Linked DNA regions of Mus musculus: region 1 is linked to region 2. A link is a contact called in public HiChIP or PLAC-seq data. All regions are on one chromosome and are shown on one strand. Each heading gives the region's core, a stretch centred on a gene start, on an enhancer-like site or on the middle of the called end of the contact. The rest is flanking DNA. Distances are from core to core; before and after follow the strand shown. Region 1 overlaps Lhfpl2 (lipoma HMGIC fusion partner-like 2). Region 2 has its middle 67 kb from the start of Lhfpl2.

Evidence for each region. HiChIP or PLAC-seq counts read pairs in DNA pulled down with a chosen protein or histone mark.
Region 1: a contact with region 2 is called in an H3K27ac HiChIP or PLAC-seq map of microglia, with 2.6 times the contacts expected there. The contact joins two enhancer-like sites. A contact is called at or near these places in 1 of 484 Hi-C or Micro-C datasets (muscle stem cells), 1 of 115 datasets of contacts at active chromatin or transcription factors (microglia) and 3 of 9 other capture datasets (adipose tissue, liver and pancreatic islet).

What each region holds. Positions count from the first base shown.
Region 1 is chr13:94,097,029-94,100,482 of GRCm38.p6, forward strand. The region is part of intron 1 of Lhfpl2 (lipoma HMGIC fusion partner-like 2); the gene reads left to right. Among named protein-coding and RNA genes, the nearest start is that of Lhfpl2, 41 kb to the left of the region's middle. Within about 2 kb of position 1,548, at least 110 of the 459 cell types and tissues checked have an H3K27ac peak or open chromatin away from gene starts, as enhancers often do. A contact at or near this core is called in microglia, where this site is marked.
Region 2 is chr13:93,989,461-93,992,991 of GRCm38.p6, forward strand. No RefSeq gene overlaps it. Among named protein-coding and RNA genes, the nearest start is that of Lhfpl2, 67 kb to the right of the region's middle. Within about 2 kb of position 1,536, at least 102 of the 459 cell types and tissues checked have an H3K27ac peak or open chromatin away from gene starts, as enhancers often do. A contact at or near this core is called in microglia, where this site is marked.

The DNA.
Region 1 (3,454 bases), core at 298-2,797, 110 kb after region 2:
CTGAGGGAGGTCCAGTCTGCTCTACCTGAGCTGTAGCGGCAGGATGCCTTGCCATGTCTAGACTCTTCCTTCCTTTGGCCTATCCCTGCAGGTTGGTGTTGCTTGTTGAAAAGAATACTGTATCACTGGCTAATTTAATACTTAGGCCGCTTGACCACTGGGAAAAGATCAGCAGATGGCAGTGATCTGAAGGGAAGGTTGCCTTCTCAGATATTTTCCAGATGCTGTGCTGGTGTGTCCTTCACAGCTGTCTTGTTTGGGCTCTCAGTCTTGGGTTCACATAGGAGTCAGCTCTTGACCCACCAGCCATACTTCACGCCAGTTGTGTGTGCCCAACAGAACTGTTGGAAGATACGATGACTGCATGCTGCCTCCTGACTTAACCGTTCTGCCTATGCAGCCTCAACGAACCACTTTCCTTTTCACTCCATGTCCCTGGATGCAAGGCTTCCATTGGCTTCTTATCTTGCCCAATACTTGGTTTTAATAAGCTTAATTATTTCAAAAGCACATCTTGTTTAATAATCACCAGAAAACCGTTCCTCCGAAAAAACCAGGAAGGCAGCAGTGGCGATGTTCGGGACGTGGTGCAGACAGGATTGCAAATACTTGCTTTGCCTGGCTTTAGGGTCCATGACTACATTGAATTTTCCTTTGTCACCCTATTTCTACCCCAGCCACACTGCCTTGCCTTGGGAGATGACTTGATTGAAAGGCAATGGCAAATTGTGTTTGTGTCTCTACTAGGACCTTAATAGACCGTTTATTCCCAAATGTAAACATATTAGGAAACCTTCAGTTTGGTGACTCATTAGTTTGATGAGGAAAATGTCCTAATAAAGATAAAGAAACTGTAACTGGTTTTTAAAGCTGCAGAGGAAAAAATGTTGGGGCATTTGAGGTCAACTGCTTACCCCTGTTCTTTCGATCTCATTTAGTGTTTGCTCATGGGAACAGACAGATTGGTCTCAGGGGTGATCTGTGTCTTTCTTTTCTAAACTAATGTACCATTCATGGATGCTTCATTTCCTGAGTTTCTTTCTGCATAGGCAGAAGCCTGGGATGAGATTTCCCAAAAATAACCGGCAGCTTTCCCTTTCCTCCTACAAGTATCCCGAGGTTGGCAACGAGTGCAGCTTGCTTTTATCAGATGTAAAGGGTCAGTGGTGGCTAAATAGAATCAGAGGCTCCTGCTTGTCGGAACTGTCTAGCCGTAGTTACATAGGCAGAACCTGTATCATCCACTTGGAGAAAGTCTCTTAGCACTAGTAGGATTTTATGTTGTGCTACATCATTTTGCTAAGGCTAAATGTGCCAGTGTGTTTGATACCACTGCTTCTAGACTTTGTTAGAATGCTTGTCAAACAGGAAACATAAAGATCCAAATGTCACTTTCATTGTGACATAACTTGAAGGTATTGCCGCACACCCCTCTCCCCGCCCCACTTCTTCTTCTGGTTACTGGCTGGGTCTTGCTGGACTAGGGGAAGATAGAGAAAGCACAAAGAGTCAGAATGAGTCAGTCAGTTAGCTGTCGTGAAGCCACGTGTGTGAAAGTGTGAGCATTTGCATAATGATGCAAGAGCACGTGGTCGTGGATGTGACAAGCTGTCTCACAGTGGTCCCAGTATATTCTAGTTAAATAGCTTTCTAATGACACCCGGTAATGAAGTGCTTTTTCTAAGCTGTGGTCTTGCCTATGCTGTAGATCATACTCTGCCACACTCTCCAGTATCCTGATGGCATTCTGGGTGCCTTTAACTTGTGGTAATCGGCAGACGAGCCAGCCCTAGGAGCAACAGGAAGGCTCTGCCAGCAGCTATCGTGAGGCAGTTGTGCTCACAGTTTTGTGTGTCCTGCCAGGGGCACAGCGCGTGGTGTGTTGGTGGAAATAGGCCAGAGCTGCTCAGAGACTGCAGGGCGGGGGGCAGAGAGGAGCCTACCCATCTGTTCACGCCAGGTTGGGACGAGGCAGGGCAAAGAGGTCAAGAGTTGGGTAGCGTCTGAGCTGAGCCATGATTGATTCAGTCCATGTCTGTTTTGGATCCCTGTCCCTACATGTGACTTTCTAACTTTGTAATGAAGCTTTAAATCCCCCACTTTCTAACTAGGAGCTGGGTGTGGTGGAAAGCCAGATCTGGGTCACTCAAACTGACTTTGAGTCCTGGGAGCCACCTAACATCCGCTTGACCTTCCCGAGCAATTACATCAAAAAGATAATAAGCTCTTGCACATGTGGCTGACAGGAATAAGTGAGATATGTAACCACATTTATCCACCCCGCCCTCCAAAGGTGAATGTCAAGGAATGAAAGATGCTTGATAAAGCAGGAAGACGGGGTTAGTCGGGATGACGAGAAGGCACCGTTTGTTAATAGTGCCGGCGTTATTTTAAGTGTTTTCTTGCCATTTGGTCGCTCATACAAACTGGGTTAGTATTTCATCCTCACCTGAGAGTTGGGAACTCTGAGGCTGTAGCAGCTACAGTTTTATTAGTCTCATCCACCTGGCTCCACTGCTCTTATTATATACGAGGATGTCAGCAATGGCACCTCAGATCTCTGCAGGCCTCCATCTCTGGAAAAACCCCCGTCCTCAGGAGAAAAGGCGGGAGATGGCTGAGACTGGAGAAGAAAGGTCACGTGAGCACAGAACAGCAGTACCTGCCCAGGGTTACTAACTCATGTGTGGCTGGATTGGGACTCAAACTTTTCTCCCTTTGACTTTTGTGTTTACACTGATCGAGAATCCTTTGAAAAATGGTTTCTGCTAAAATTTGTTAGTGTGGGACAGACACAAGGATGTTAGTCACGTTTCTAGAGGAACTCTGGTCAGAAGGGCAGATCTAGCCCGGAGCCACATAGCTCACTTCAGAGGGCTTCACGCGAGCTGGAAATGTAGTGAGGTGTCTGTTTTCTGGGCCCCTTGGAACTGGGGCTTGATTTGCAGTTCCTCCTGAGAGTCTAGAAGCACCAGGCGAAACACGAGGTGCCAAGGCATTCATGGAGGTCACACCTGGGAGGAAGTTAATGGGTTCCGTCCCGCCCCCAGTGATGGAATGTCAGAGACCTTCTTCCAGCACTAGTTGGCTCCCTGGACATTGGAAGCAGCACAGTTTTAGCGTGTGAGCAAAATGAGAGGCAAAGTATTGCCCAGTGGCCTCCCGGGATAATGTGGTTCTGCCGCTGGGGATGTCTGTGACCATGCCCTTGGCAAACCGCTGTCAGAGGAATTAATGAGATCCCCGAAGGCTCCAGAGCAGCTGTGGAGGTAAATACCCACCGTCACCTGCAGGGTGGCTTACCTGTGGGCGAGAGACATTTTGGACTCACGAGGGCCTGAGTCGATCTCATTTAGTACTAGGGATAAGGAACACACAGACAGAAGTAAATATTTAGAGGTACTGGTCTTTTCTGTTGCTATTTTTCTGTTTCATTTCTTCTTGGCCTATAGGC
Region 2 (3,531 bases), core at 286-2,785:
GGAAGATGAATGTCTGCTTTTGTTATTTACAAGTGTGCACGCGCACATCTGCTCACCAGTGCACACACATATGCACACCTCCTTGAGTTTTCACAGCCATTCTTTTCTCTTCCCTCCGCTCCCCCCCCCCCCCAATAACAACTTGGTGCAGCTCTTTAGAAGTCTGGTCATCTGAACAGATCACTCAGGTTAGAGGCTGAGTCCTACGGACAGGCAACCCCGTTAATGCAGAGCCCCTCTGGGGACGTTTCCTCTTCTGGTTCTGTGTGCTTTACCGCAGGCTTGTTAAGCTGTTTCTGCTGAAGGGTGGGCCTCAGAGCTTTTAGGGTCCTGTGTACCCAGAGAGCGGTACCAACCCGGTGCTCATGGAGAAGCTAAGTGTGGGGCTGAGAGAAACTGCTCACCTGCCCTGGCTCTGTGAGAAGACACCCAGTCATGCCTGGAGACAGATGTGGCCCTGCCTATAGCATGCACCGCACTCACAGCCCCAGCAGAGCCACTGTGACTCTGAAGGCACCCTTGTGCCAGCAAGAGGAAAGACAAGCCTGGTATGCGTGGGACAACCAGATAGATTTGGTTTTGATAGGAAGCTTGATTGTCCAGGATCTCCTCTAAGTTGTAGATCTAGGGAGGGCGTCATGATCTCATTGTGCCAGAGACTGATACCAATCTCAGGTCTCCAAAGGCCAGGAAAGTTCTAGTCCTGGGCAGCTTCCCAGCTCTGGCCCTTGTCACATGGTCCCCCTGTAGAGCCAGCCCTGGAATCTGTGCTGTTCAGCAGCCAGGAGCGACTCCAATCGAAGGACCTCCTGCCCCAGCCGGAAGTGATGTGCAGGAGTGAGCCTGAATTCCTCACTTCATGGGTGTGTAATCAAAGAGCCCTGGAGGGCCCAGAACAGACATGCAGGTACTCTGACACAGGACAGGGCCCAGGGGTGGGGAGTTTCTAGTTCACAAAGAACCAGATGGGGCCTGCTCATGTGACCAGAAGGAGTAAGCCTAAGTAAGAAAAGAATGCATTTCTCATCACAAGGAAAGGAGGAAGCCCTGGGGTTCAAACCAGCGCAGAAACGGAAACCACCACCCCCACCAGCAGCAGCAGCACCTACCACACCTACCACTACCATCTGTCCCAGGAAGAGGCCAATCCCTCCCTCCCTCCCTCCCTGAGTATTCACTGTCAGACTAGGTTCCCCCTCCTCTTTATACACCTCTCGGCATTATGGGGCTCCACGCCAGCCACCCATTTTCCATACAGCCAGTTCTTAGGTGACAGGTCTTGCTGCAGCCCAAAAGCTCATACCCTGGCCCTGTCAATGCTTGACTTTTGTGACTTCCTACCCCAATTCCACCTCAGAATGCCTTTCTGACCCCTGTAAGGCTTTACATACCCTTCACTCATCCCATAGGTGTAAGGCAGCCATTGTCACCCTTGCTTTACAAAGGAGGAAACCGAGGCACAGGCAGGAGACAGGCTAGTGATTGGCAGCCTCCAAGGTCAACACTGAGTCCACACTAGTACAACTGTCAGGAGGTGGAGCCAGCCAGGGCAGGAACTCTGCACAGTCTTCCTTTGAAGCAGGTTTCCCCCTCTCAGCAGGGCAGCAAGTATTGCGGATCTTACAGAAATGTTTACTGATCTGAGACTCCAGGCCCTTCCTCTCTGACAGTGGGAAGGAAGATGAGGAAGGAGCTTATGGAAGCAGGAGGCCCAGCAGGCTGCTCTCCCTGGACTGATCCTATAGAGCGCTCTGTGCTGCTCTAGAGTTAGCTTGGAAAAGGTATCTCAGTTGGGAACATGTTTACCCTGAAAGCAGGATGACCTGAGTTCAATTCCCAGAACTCCCTAAGAATTCGAGGCACAGCTGGGCCATGGTGGTGCACGCCTTTAATCCCAGCACTCGGGAGGCAGAGGCAGGCGAATTTCTGAGTTCGAGGCCAGCCTGGTCTACAGAGTGAGTTTCAGGACAGTCAGGGCTACACAGAGAAACCCTGTCTCGATTAAACCAAAAAAAAAAAAAAAAAAAAAAAAATTCGAGGCACGCGGTGCATGTGTGTAATTCCAGCTCAGGGAGGCAGAGACAGGAGGATCCCAGGGCCTAACCTAACCTAATTGGTGAGCCCCAGGTGATTGAGAAACTGCAAATTAACACTGTGCATGATGACAGAACAATCGTAGACTCACCTTTCACAGCTACTGAAGTATCAGGTATTGGAAGCCACTCCTGAGAGGTGCTTGCGATGCTTTGAACCTGACATGCCCCTTGCAAGCATGCATTTGAATGCTTGGTTCCTGGCTCTTGGCACTGTTTGGGAAGGCTCGAGGGAACTTTAACACACTTGGGGTGTGCCTTTGAAGGTCTTACTTGCACCCCACTTTCTGTCTTTCTCTGTTCCTGTCTACCATGAAGTGGAATTCCCCCCAACACCTCCACTCTCCCTCTCTCCTGCTGCCAAGATGGTCTGTCTAAGCCGGGCGTGGTGGCGCACGCCTTTAATCCCAGCACTCCGGAGGCAGAGGCGGGCAGATTTCTCAGTTCGAGGCCAGCCTGGTCTACAAAGTGAGTTCCAGGACAGCCAGGGCTATACAGAGAAACCCTGTCTCAGAAAAAAAAAAAAAAAAAGATGGCCTGTCTAAGCAAATGGACCCAGAGACCATGAGCTGAACCCTCCAAAACTGTGAGCCAAAATGAATCCTTCCTCCTTTAAGGTGCATGTCTCAGGTATTTGGTCACTGTGGTACAATAGTCACTAATACAGAGCTTGACACAAGGGGTTGAGCTCACACGTATGCAAGCTTATATCAGCCCATATGTATGATTTCCATGTTCTTTGTTCTTGTCAATATGCCCTGTTTTGTTTTGTTTTGTTTTTGTTTTTTAGTTCTAACTGGCAGTGTGCTGAAGCAAAGAGAATACCTGGCTCCTTACATAAGCCTTCCTTTCATTAGGTCACTCTCATCCTCACATCTCTGTCTCACAGTTTGCCTCTCTTGTCACATGAATTCCACACTATATATAACCACAGAACCACAGGCCATTGGCTTGTGGGTCAGTAGCTGGACCGGGCAGCTGAGTCAGCTGGCTGCAAGCTGGATGACTGGGCTCAGCAGCCCGCATCTTGCCTGGGCATGTTTCTTAGAAGGGTAGAGAGAGTGAGTGAAATCATACCAGCCACCATCTGATCCAACCCGGTGCTATGGTAACATTTCACTAACAGAAGTGCAGAGTCACATGGCCAAGGCCAGATTCAAGGATTAGGAAGGTGGACCTCTTCTTCATGAAGGAAACTCGGTTGCATGGCCAAGACCATTGGATGCAGGATCGATGTAATGCCACCCTCATCTGGCTCCAGCCAGTGCTGGCTGCACCCATGAGCAGATAAACCCCCCTGAAAGCAACTCCAACATAGTGACAGCCTACCACCCACAAAGCTAGATCTTCACCCCCATAAAAGGTCACCAGAAAGATCTCTGTTGAGTGTTTACAACAAAGCGTATGGCCCCTAACTTGGTTTTTGTTTGTTTAGTTT